Linked DNA regions of Mus musculus: region 2 is linked to region 1. Evidence: chromatin contacts called from public Hi-C data. All regions are on one chromosome and are shown on one strand. Each heading gives the region's core, a stretch centred on a gene start, on an enhancer-like site or on the middle of the called end of the contact. The rest is flanking DNA. Distances are from core to core; before and after follow the strand shown. Region 1 overlaps Ola1 (Obg-like ATPase 1). Region 2 overlaps Gm13707 (a long non-coding RNA gene).

Region 1 (5,237 bases), core at 975-3,474:
TCCTTGTGGTGGAATCCAATTTAGACCTAGTTTTAAAAATGGAGATTTGTTGTATTTAACACACACACACACACACACACACACACACACACACACACACACGGTTGGGCACAACATACAGATATTATGATTTTTCTTGTTCTGGCTAATTACTGTAAGATCAAAATTGTAACTAAGCTTAAGATACTATTTTGAAAATTAAACTTCTTTATTGTGTTTTAGAAAAGAGTAGCTTGTTTTTATAAAAACTGTTCTTTGTGGAAAGTTTAAGTGAGACAAACTGATAAAGCAGCTTAAATTAACATTGATCCTATGCTTCTAACAGAATTTCAAACACCAGGTTCCTCTCCAGTATCTGCTTGGATAAAATTGAGGGTTGTAATTAAGAAACTACCACTTAAATTTTCCTAATGCATTTACTGGAGGGATGTTGTTAAATAATCACTATAGTTACTGGCCTCTATATAAATAGACAATTGTATAAGATATTTTTCACTGAGTGTCATAAAAGTTATTTCTTTTCAGTCCCTCCCTCTCTTCCTATCAATGTTTGCTCCCAGACTTCCTTTTACTTATCAAGACCATAAGCTATTATGTCTCTCTCCTGTATTAGTACTTCTACCATTTCAAGAATTCTTTCCCTTAAACATTTCAGTAAATTTAAAATTCTCTATTAAATCAAATATGTCACTCATTCCAGGACATTAATCTCATTCTAGTTACAGCTCTCCTTCCCCTAGTTCAAAGCCGAACATTCTGAAAGCACTGTCTATGACTGCCAATCCTCCACGTCTTACTTAACCTTCTTGTCATTCAGACCATGTGCCTCCATTACAGCAAGGATCACAGGCACTGGCCAGGAACAGCAGCAACCCATGGATTCCTAGTATTTGAGAAGTGGAAACAGAAGGTATGAGTTTGAGGTTCTGACTGCTCTGTCAGAGGACCCAGGTTCAATTCTCGGCACCCACATGGCAGCTCACACCTGTCTGTAACTCCAGTGCCAGAGCTTCTGACACCTCACACAGACATACATGCAGGCAAAATGCCAATGCACATGAAATAAAAATAAATTATTTTATAAATGAAAGTTGAAATGAACAATGCTTAGTGACAAGAAGTTACTCTGAAGAATAGAAGATAAGCATTTGCTTCTCAGATAGAGGGAGATGATAGGAGTTATAGATAGATATCAGAGTTAAGCGTGGACTTCCTTGTCAGTCAGCAGGAAGTCAGCATGGCTCTTATGCCAGTGAGTGATGAGTCTGAAGAGCACTGTTAAAGACTAAGCAGGAATAGGAACTGCACTCCAAACACTGTAAGAATCTCAATGGATATTAAGAAGAGATGTAAAGTGACAGATACAGAAAACAACTTCATCTGGACATGAACAGTAATGGAGTCAGTGGAAGGCAGAAAGAAGAGAGATCACCATGAAGTTTCAAGCCAAAGGATTTTTATGTGAATTACTGTAAAGCCAATATATATAAATTTAAATGCTTAAACCAGGTACAAAGCCAAAGGTATTATATAACCAAAATGCATACGTGCAAGGACAGCAGTTCTCAACCTGTGGGTCACAACTCCTTTGGCAATCCTCAGTCTTCAAAACTATTTACAATTCATGGCAGTAGCAAAATTATAGTTCTGAAGTAGCAATGAAAATAATGTGACGGTTGGGGTCAGCACACCATGAGGAACTGTATGAAAGGGTGCAGCACTGGAAGGTTGAGAAGCAAAAAGATAAGAAACACCACACAGCATATAGTCCTATTAATTCAGCATCAAGACATTTGTACAGTGGACTGTTTCACTTTACATTCCAGGTTCTTTCAAAGTAATTAGCAAGTGTCCTAAAAAATCTACATTCTGATTCATTCCTAATAAAACCACTAGAAAGTTAGGAAGCCACACCTTGAAAGGTTAAGAAGACATATTACAAAAATGCTTTCATTTTTAAGTCAACATATAAAGTGGTGAGCTCATTATGGTCCTGTGGTCCCCTGCCTGCTTACCGTTTTCTCTGCTTTCATTTATTATTTGTATATGAGTGAGGGCACATAGATGCCACAGTACACATGTGGCAGTAAGGGAGAAATCTGTGGAGCAAGTCCTCTCTTTCCACCATCACATGCTACATTAGTTAATTTCCTATAGCTGTAAGGAAACACCACAACCACAGCAACCCACAGGAGGAAGGGGTTATTTGCTTACAGTTTCAGAAAGATGAGAGTTCGTTAACTTGCTAGCAGGGAAGTGTGGCAATAGGCAGGCATGATGACTAGAGCAGCAAGCTCAGAGCTCACATCTTAAACCACAGTCACAATGCAGAAAGAGTGACCCAGGAATGGCATCTGGCCTTTTAACTCTCAAAGCCTGCCTTTAGTGAGACACTTTCTCCAACAAGACCACACCTCTTAATCTTCCCCAAACTGCATTACCAACTTAGAACAAGTACTCAAATGTCAGGGACTATGGGGGACATTTCTCCTTTAAATTATCACACATGGGTTCTGGAGATCAAAGTTATGTTATCAGGCTTACCAACAAGTGATTTTACCCATTGAGCCATCTCACTGGCCATAGCTTTGTAACTGTTTTGATCAGTTTTAGGAATCAAACCCAGGGCCTCTGCATGCTGGGCAAGAGCCCCACTACTGTATTACTAGCCGTTCAGCTTAACTTTAATCTTGGGATCTTGAGCATACTAGGCAAGTATCTATCATTGAGCTACAGCGCCAGCCTTTTAAAGCAGATTTCTCATTAAATATAAAGTTGGAAATCAAGACAAGAATATAATATTTAAATTTTATCTTTTCAAAGTTCTAATCACATCTTCAAAATTCCATGTATGTCAAACCTCCATTTACAACTTCTTTATACTCTTCATTCTTTCTATCCTGGAACTCACTGCTGCCGAAGTTGGACTCAAACGCTTGCATTCCAGAAACACCCCCTCCTTAGCCTTCTGAGTAGCATAGTTAATAAATACTACAAGGCAGCGGCTTTTGTTCTTGTTTGATGGTACTAGGATCGAACCCAGAGAGACTCACATATTCCAAGAGGGCAAGTGCTTGGAGAGAGGTAAGCTTGCATGGGCAATTCTCTCACTATCTTTATGGCTTTATTCACAAACACTGGGAAATGCAAGGTACCATTTACTTTTCATAAATAACACAACAAAAGTGCTTCATTGAATAGAAGAGGAGAGGTAGTTGGGGGTAGGAGCAGTGAGCTATTTAGTGCATACTCTAAATGTTCTGACTTTAGAAGTGCAGTTTAAACCCCAGCTTAGAGGTCCACTGAAATTCTAGCCATGATCTATGAAAAAGACCTACCTTGACAAGAAAGCAGATTGTAATTCACAGCTAGACCTCAGAATTTGTAATTCTTAACTATGGATTATATAAAATAACTATTTTAAATTACAAAAGGAAAGACAAGCACTTTAATGTGTTCTGTTTACTTTTAAAAGTCCATTCATGGGGCTGGAAAGAGCCCAGCACATAAAGTGCTTGCTGCTTGAGTGTGAGAACTTGAGTTCAGATTCCCGGCACTTAGGTGAAAACGGGGCATAGCTGCACCTGCCTGTGACTATGTGCAAGCCAGGAGGAAAAGGGAGAGGAGATGGACCCCATAGTCTTGCTGGCTAACTAGTCTAACCAAACACTACAAGCTCCAAGTTCAGTGAGAGATCATACCTCAAAAAATAAGGTGGAGAATGATCAGGAAGGAAACCTGACAGCAGTCTTTAACCTCCACATTGGAAACACACGCATACACTCACATGTGAATATGTACACATACATACTAATAAATAAGTACTTCATTTGTCTTATTTAAGAATATCAGGGAACAAAGCTCATTGAAGAAAACAAAGAAATAAAGAAGATTAACAAAATTCTCTTTTAAATGCAATTTTAAGTCTTAATCTTCAAGGTCTAAAATACTTGAAAAGTTGTGTCACTCAAATTATAATTACTTTGGATAGCTATATTTATAATCTTTGAAAACGAAAATATTTTATAACCAGAAATATAAAGTCAGGTAATAAACTGCTAATCACTTAACACAAAAGCATGCACGGAGCAGCATAACTGGGTTGGATGGGTTGTCCTTAGGCAAAATAACTAACAAAGGACGGGAGATGAGACTCCAGCCTGCCTGCTCTGCAAAAAAGCCCTGGGTTTGAGCCCCAGCACCTCATAACTCTTTCACTTTCCGGGGGAAAACCTATTATTTGAGATCCTGCAAAAAGTTTGTGCACATAAGACATGTACGCAAGCACAAACGTCTGCTGTCTACTCTACAGGCTAACCACTCTCTGGTGGAACAGGAATCCCACTGTGGGTAGCTGGAGTAAGCTGCATTTGCCTTAGTTCTTTCTTCTTACTCTTGTTTCTCTTCCAGCATAGGGAAAAGATCTAAAACCAAATGTTGGCAAGGAGGAAGAAAATTATCACTCCACTTATATATTCAAGAACTGATATGAGTTCTCAAAACCCTTTGTGATGGAGCTGGAGAGATGGCTCAGTGTAAAGAGCACTGGCTGCTCTTGCAGATGACACATTTGGTTCCCAGCACCCACATGGCTTACAACTGTCTGTAAACCCAGTTCCAGGGGATTTGATGCCCTCTTCTGACTTCTGAAGGTACCAGGCACTCACATGGTACACATACACACATGCAGGCAAAACACTCAAACACATAAAGTAAAACATTTTAAATGTAGTAAAACAAAATGAACACGTCACTGATTTTGAGAGGCCAATCTAAAACTAAACAAATCAACTGATTCACATAGGGCTTTGGCACCAAACAGTTAATTAACTTATAAGGAAGCAATCAAAACTGCTGTATTAAAATAATCCACATCTTAAGACAAATAGGTATTTAATATAAGACAGAATAATAAAGTGGGTCAGTTGAGTTCCAAGAGCTAAAAAAAACAAAAATCTTTATTATTTTCTCCTAACTCTAAGAATTCATTAAAATTAAAAACAACATACTTTTAATCAATGAATCAAAGCATTGGGTAAGAGAGATGAGACAAAAAGAAACAGATATAAAAATATAAACTCTGTTTAAAATGGAAGCTTCTCCTGGTATAGCCATAAGCAAATAGTGCCTTTGATTTTGAGTAACACCACTTAACTGCCACGAAGGAAGACATTACAATCCATAACACAAGTTTTCAAATGTACAGAACACCAGAAAATTCTGCCTAACAGTTAAAT
Region 2 (4,935 bases), core at 1,799-4,298, 240 kb after region 1:
TACAGTCCAAGAGTGGGAAGGAGCTGTGGTCGACAGACTCCATCACTACTGTGCGGACCTCCCCGCTGCTAGAATCATGAGTCAAATAAACCTCTCTAATAAGTCACATGATTCAGGTATGTGTTTATAGTAACATAAAATGTACTAAGAACGGTCCCTCACACCCCCCCCCCCCCGCAAACAAACACCTTATTTCCATGGTGTTTCCTTTACATAAGGAAACCTCTTAAAGCTGTATTAACTCCCAAGAAAGACAATAACAAAGAGCCGTAGACTGAGTAGCTTAAAACAAAAGGTGTGTATTCTTGTGCCACTCAAGAGGCCAGAAGGCTAAAACCAAAATGTGGGCGGCATTCTTTGCTTTGGAGACTCTGAGGGAAATAGCCACTCTAATTCTTCATAGCTTCTAGGAGCTGCCAGCCATCTTTGGTATTCCTTAGCTTAAAGATAACTTGCTCCCGTGTCTGCTCTCATCTTCATGCAGGCCTTTCCTCTGAGTGCCTCTGTGGGTCCTGTTGAGTTTTACTAGGAACTCACAGGATTTATGGTTTCCTGACTTGATACAGTAGGAGCTCAATGTAAACCTTGACTAATTGCATTTGTGGCAACGCTTTCCAAAGAAAGCCACAATGAAGCAATGTGTGTGTGGGGGGGTGGGGGTGGGGGGGAGACTACTCAATCATTCCAGCTTTGTAGTGTAACAGATGCATGCAGCCCCCCACCCCCATGGTGTGCTAATGCCCTTTCCAGAGATGCCTTTTATTCCAGACTGAGTTCCCCATATTTGGGGGACAGTAAATCTGTGAATAAATGGAACACACTGAAGTGATTTCACATTTAGCTAAGAAAAGTCAAGTTTCCCTGACTCAGCATACAAAGGAGGCAGCTCCGGGTCAGGGCGAATTGATCTTTCTTAGACTATTTCGGATGAACCTGGATGGCCACACCCTTCATCTTGAGGAGAGGTACACAAGGTTGGGGACATGGGGCAACAGTGCCCAGACAAGTTGCTATTGCTTCTTGGAATCCAGGAGTGTCCAGACTTGGCACCAGGCTCCCATCTATTCAGTGACTTCCTGATGATCAAACCATGAAAGTCCCTTGTGCTTAAATTATCCAGAACTCGTTCCTATCACTGTATCCAAAGAGTCAGATTTACTCGAATCTAAGATGTTTCCTAGTCTTGCCGCTGTTTTGCATATTTAGCTCTGAGTTATGACACCTTGAATTTACTATTGCATGAGATATTACTTTCAGGATGTCAATGTCATCCTAAACCTACAAATTAATGCAATTACAAGACATCATATTAGCACGATTATTATTTATAATCCATCTTGTTCCCAAAGAATTTCATTGTGTTGAATTATCCTAGAAAGCTACAGCAATGAAAAGTACATTTAAAATAAGGGATAACAGAGAGAAGGGGGGGAAGAGGAGAGGAGAGGAGAGGAGAGGAGAGGAGAGGAGAGGAGAGGAGAGGAGAGGAGAGGAGAGGAGAGGAGAGGAGAGGAGAGGAGAGGAGAGGAGAGAAAGTAAGAAAGAGCCACTGGAGACCCTAACACATAAGACTCTTCCTATGCTAGCTCCACAACAGGTACAGGTAAGATGCTACATTGGGGCTGCAGGCTACACTTGTTGCCATGGTACCCGGCAACATTTTTTCTTTTAATATACTTTAAATAGGAACTGTTTCAACTGGCATTTGTGCTAAAAGCTTACAATCTCTGTACATTAAAGTGGGACCAGGAGATCATTAAGCAAGTGGCCTAGTGAACTGACTACTGAACTACACAAAAGAATATATGTGCCTCAAGTCTTTGTTAGTGCTGTAAGATGGTGAAACTCTAGAAACATCTGCTGTTTCCGTTCCGTTCCATTTCCTCCCCTCCCCCCTTTTTTTGTTAATAGAACACAGAAATCCTTTAAGCTGTAATGCTTTCTTTTAAATTAAGGATGACTTATTTTGCTCTCTACAGTGGATGGACATCGGAAACCTATTTTGCAACTCATTATTACAAATTGAAATATTGCAAATGGAAGAGGGCAGTCATTAAGAACACAAGCCTGTAGTGAACCTCGGTGTAAATCAAACATTATTTTTCATTTTATTATTTTACTGATGAAGGGTTTCCATATATTAGAGACGTTAGTTCCCTCTTGCAGTTCTCATAAAGCGAAACCCAGATTTTAAATGCAAACACTGCATAAAGATATCGCTCATACATAGTAACACAGTAAACACAATCATAAGATACTGATCTTCATTATTGTAATGATGATTTTCCCATTTTAATATTTATTGCTCCCCACCACCACCTTATCCAAAAAGGAGCTAAGGCAACTATTGAACACATCACAAGTGCCATCTAGTGCTTTCTTTGAAAATAACATTTTCCCACTTCAAAAGGGAGAAAGAACACTCAAGATGCTGAACGCCCCTAGTCCAGAGAGGGGTGGAACAGTTATTTCCTAAAAGTGGGTCTGTCTGTTTCCGGTCACAAAAGCTTTTGGGCAGAATGTAGAAATAGGAGTCAAGGAAGTAGAGTCAGTAGAGTCATTCGGCTCTCCGGGTACTGCTGGGGCATCCACAGGTGTAAACAGCTACATAGAGGACGTCGAAGGAAGGAGAACATGCAAGGCGTTTGATGAAGAACTCGGCACTGCTTTCAGAATTTCTTCCAGCTCACGACTTCCGTCACTATTTTGTGTAGTCCCACCCCCACGCTCCCATCCCCCACCCCTGACCCCCGCTCTTCATCTTTACTGTACTGGGACATCTCACCAGCACCACGAGGTGCCTACTGCAGACCCAGTGCTTCTGTGGAGGAAACACACATGAGCCTTAGTCTCTGCTATCGAGGGAACCAGGTAAGTCTTCACCCCAAACCTCAGACACATCCCCACCCTTCTGCAGGCGCCTCCGGGGTTGTTTTCTCCCGTCTGCTGTGGGTTCATTTTCCTCCTCCTCCCTGGAGAGTACCACAGCCTCACCCTTGGCTGAAAAGCTGCCTCCAGCTCTCCTTCCTTTGCCTAAAGAGTTCTCAGGGCTCATCAGACTGTGGTTAGGGATCTGAGCCTGGCTCCCAGGACCTTCCAACAATCACTCAAACTGTTCAGAACAAGTCTCTCACTGCCCCTACCCCTTCCAAGACCAAACCTCAAACCTCATACTAGAGAGCAAGCTATCGTTCCTATCTTAAATTGCAGGATTGCCTTCGGGTGGCTTTTAAATGTTGTTTGGGGTGGCACTTTGCTTTTGGTTTTCGGGGTTTGTTGTGTCTTTTGGCCATTTTCCTTTATAACATGTGTACCGTTTCCCAGATGTCTCTTCGCATCTGGTCACTCTGTCGCTAATTCCTCTCCTCCAGGAGTCCGTTCTCACCTCAGGCGTGCAGTTGCCACACTGAGTCAGACTGAAACTCCTTGCTTTGTGGTATGCTTAGCTGTCTCCTGGCTCTCGGCTCCTCCTTTCTAGGCCTTTTGTTTTGCTACAGAACACTTTCAAACGACTTCCCCAAACACGCATGTGTCTGAAGCCCCTTTCTGAGGACTTTCTGGCTTCCAAGCAGGCTACACAAGAGCTGGGGCCTTGTGGCCTTCTCACAAGGGGCTCTGGTAGAAGTCCTGCAGCCATTAGACTGATGTTTTTGGAAGCAGGGTGACTATTTCTATTTTACCCAATCAAATCCAAACTGTAGGCTTGGATTTTTCTCTAACCCTACTTTATTTAGGATTCTTGAACTCGTCAACGCTTCCTTCTAGCCCACCAACTAGAGGTTGGGGAGAAAGAAGGTTAGTAGGAAGCGGGGTTGTGGACCTGTTTAGAAGTAGTTCCTTGGGGGGGGGATTCCACCCTTCACTGTCAGGATATCAGCAGTCCAGTCCAATAGCAAACACCAAACACGAACTGCATCTCGATCCAGCAGAAACTGCAAGGCTCCGCTGAATTGGCATGAGTCAGCAGAGGCAGCCAGAAGCAGCTGGAATACCACAAGAAGTTCTTTGACGAGTTTCTCTCTACGCAGTGAAGATCAGAGAAGCCTCACGTGGCATCACAGTGTAAGAACAACCTCTCACTGTCTGTGGGGTTCCATTTAGACTCTTCCCAAACATCACACACTCTCTCAAGCATCTGCTCCAGCAAAACATCACATGCCCTCCCACGTGTCTGCTTCAGCAAAACATCCTCTCACAAGACAGTTTCCAGAAACACACACACACACACACACACACACACACACACACACACGACATAGTTGAGTTTCCAAAGAAACTAGAAATTTCCACTTCACCAAACACTCCATTTTCTGTTTCTAAAATTAAGCCCCACCCCTTGGCATTCTATCTTTAATGTTAATGAATGACATTTCAGAACCTGGCTCTGAAAATACAGAATCTCATTATTTTATTAAAGTCTAATGAGGAGGTGGAGGAGGGGGAGTTTCCTCTTCACAGACTGTGCAAAGGGGGAGAGTTTCTTCTGTATCTTCAAACTTGGTAAAGTCAGGTGTGAAGGTTTGTGATAAGGTTTGGTCAGTTGCTGTGTACTGTAATGCTAAATTCGGCACCTGCCGATGTAGGCCTATGGGTGAATTCTCATGGTTACCAACATTTTTGTGTGTGCAGACCTTGACCTTCAGTTTAAAACTGTTGAGGCTTGGTCTGTTGCTATGTGTTGTAATGCTAAATACTGGCTCTGGTTTCCTCTGGGATGCAGAGATCTTCACTTACACCAGGTGATGCTGTGTAACTTTGCCCACCAGGCTATCCCTGATTGGTCAATAAAGATGCCTACAGCTTAAAGCTGGGCAGAAGAGAGGTAGGTAGCATTTTGTTGTTGTTGTTGTTTAGGGGGCTTTGGGGTCTGAGGTAGGACTATGAGAGAAGAGAGACAAGGTGGCGAGAGAATCAAATGCCATGGTGTAGTTGAGT

Evidence for each region. Hi-C and Micro-C count contacts between places; a contact is called where the count stands out from the background.
Region 2: a Hi-C map of Th1 cells shows a contact between it and region 1, with 5 times the contacts expected there. The contact joins two enhancer-like sites. A contact is called at or near these places in 1 of 15 datasets of contacts at CTCF or cohesin (pro-B cells), 48 of 484 Hi-C or Micro-C datasets (the 63-12 cell line, B cells, the Ba/F3 cell line and 35 more) and 3 of 115 datasets of contacts at active chromatin or transcription factors (the 230-238 cell line, bone marrow-derived dendritic cells and effector CD8 T cells).

What each region holds. Positions count from the first base shown.
Region 1 is chr2:73,158,772-73,164,008 of GRCm38.p6, forward strand. All of the region lies in intron 4 of Ola1 (Obg-like ATPase 1), which reads right to left. Among named protein-coding and RNA genes, the nearest start is that of Ola1, 53 kb to the right of the region's middle. Within about 2 kb of position 2,225, at least 77 of the 459 cell types and tissues checked have an H3K27ac peak or open chromatin away from gene starts, as enhancers often do. A contact at or near this core is called in the 230-238 cell line, CD8 T cells, the CH12 cell line and 3 more, where this site is marked.
Region 2 is chr2:73,401,218-73,406,152 of GRCm38.p6, forward strand. The region is part of intron 2 of Gm13707 (a long non-coding RNA gene); the gene reads left to right. Among named protein-coding and RNA genes, the nearest start is that of Gm13707, 17 kb to the left of the region's middle. Within about 2 kb of position 3,049, at least 17 of the 459 cell types and tissues checked have an H3K27ac peak or open chromatin away from gene starts, as enhancers often do. A contact at or near this core is called in the 230-238 cell line, CD8 T cells, the CH12 cell line and 3 more, where this site is marked.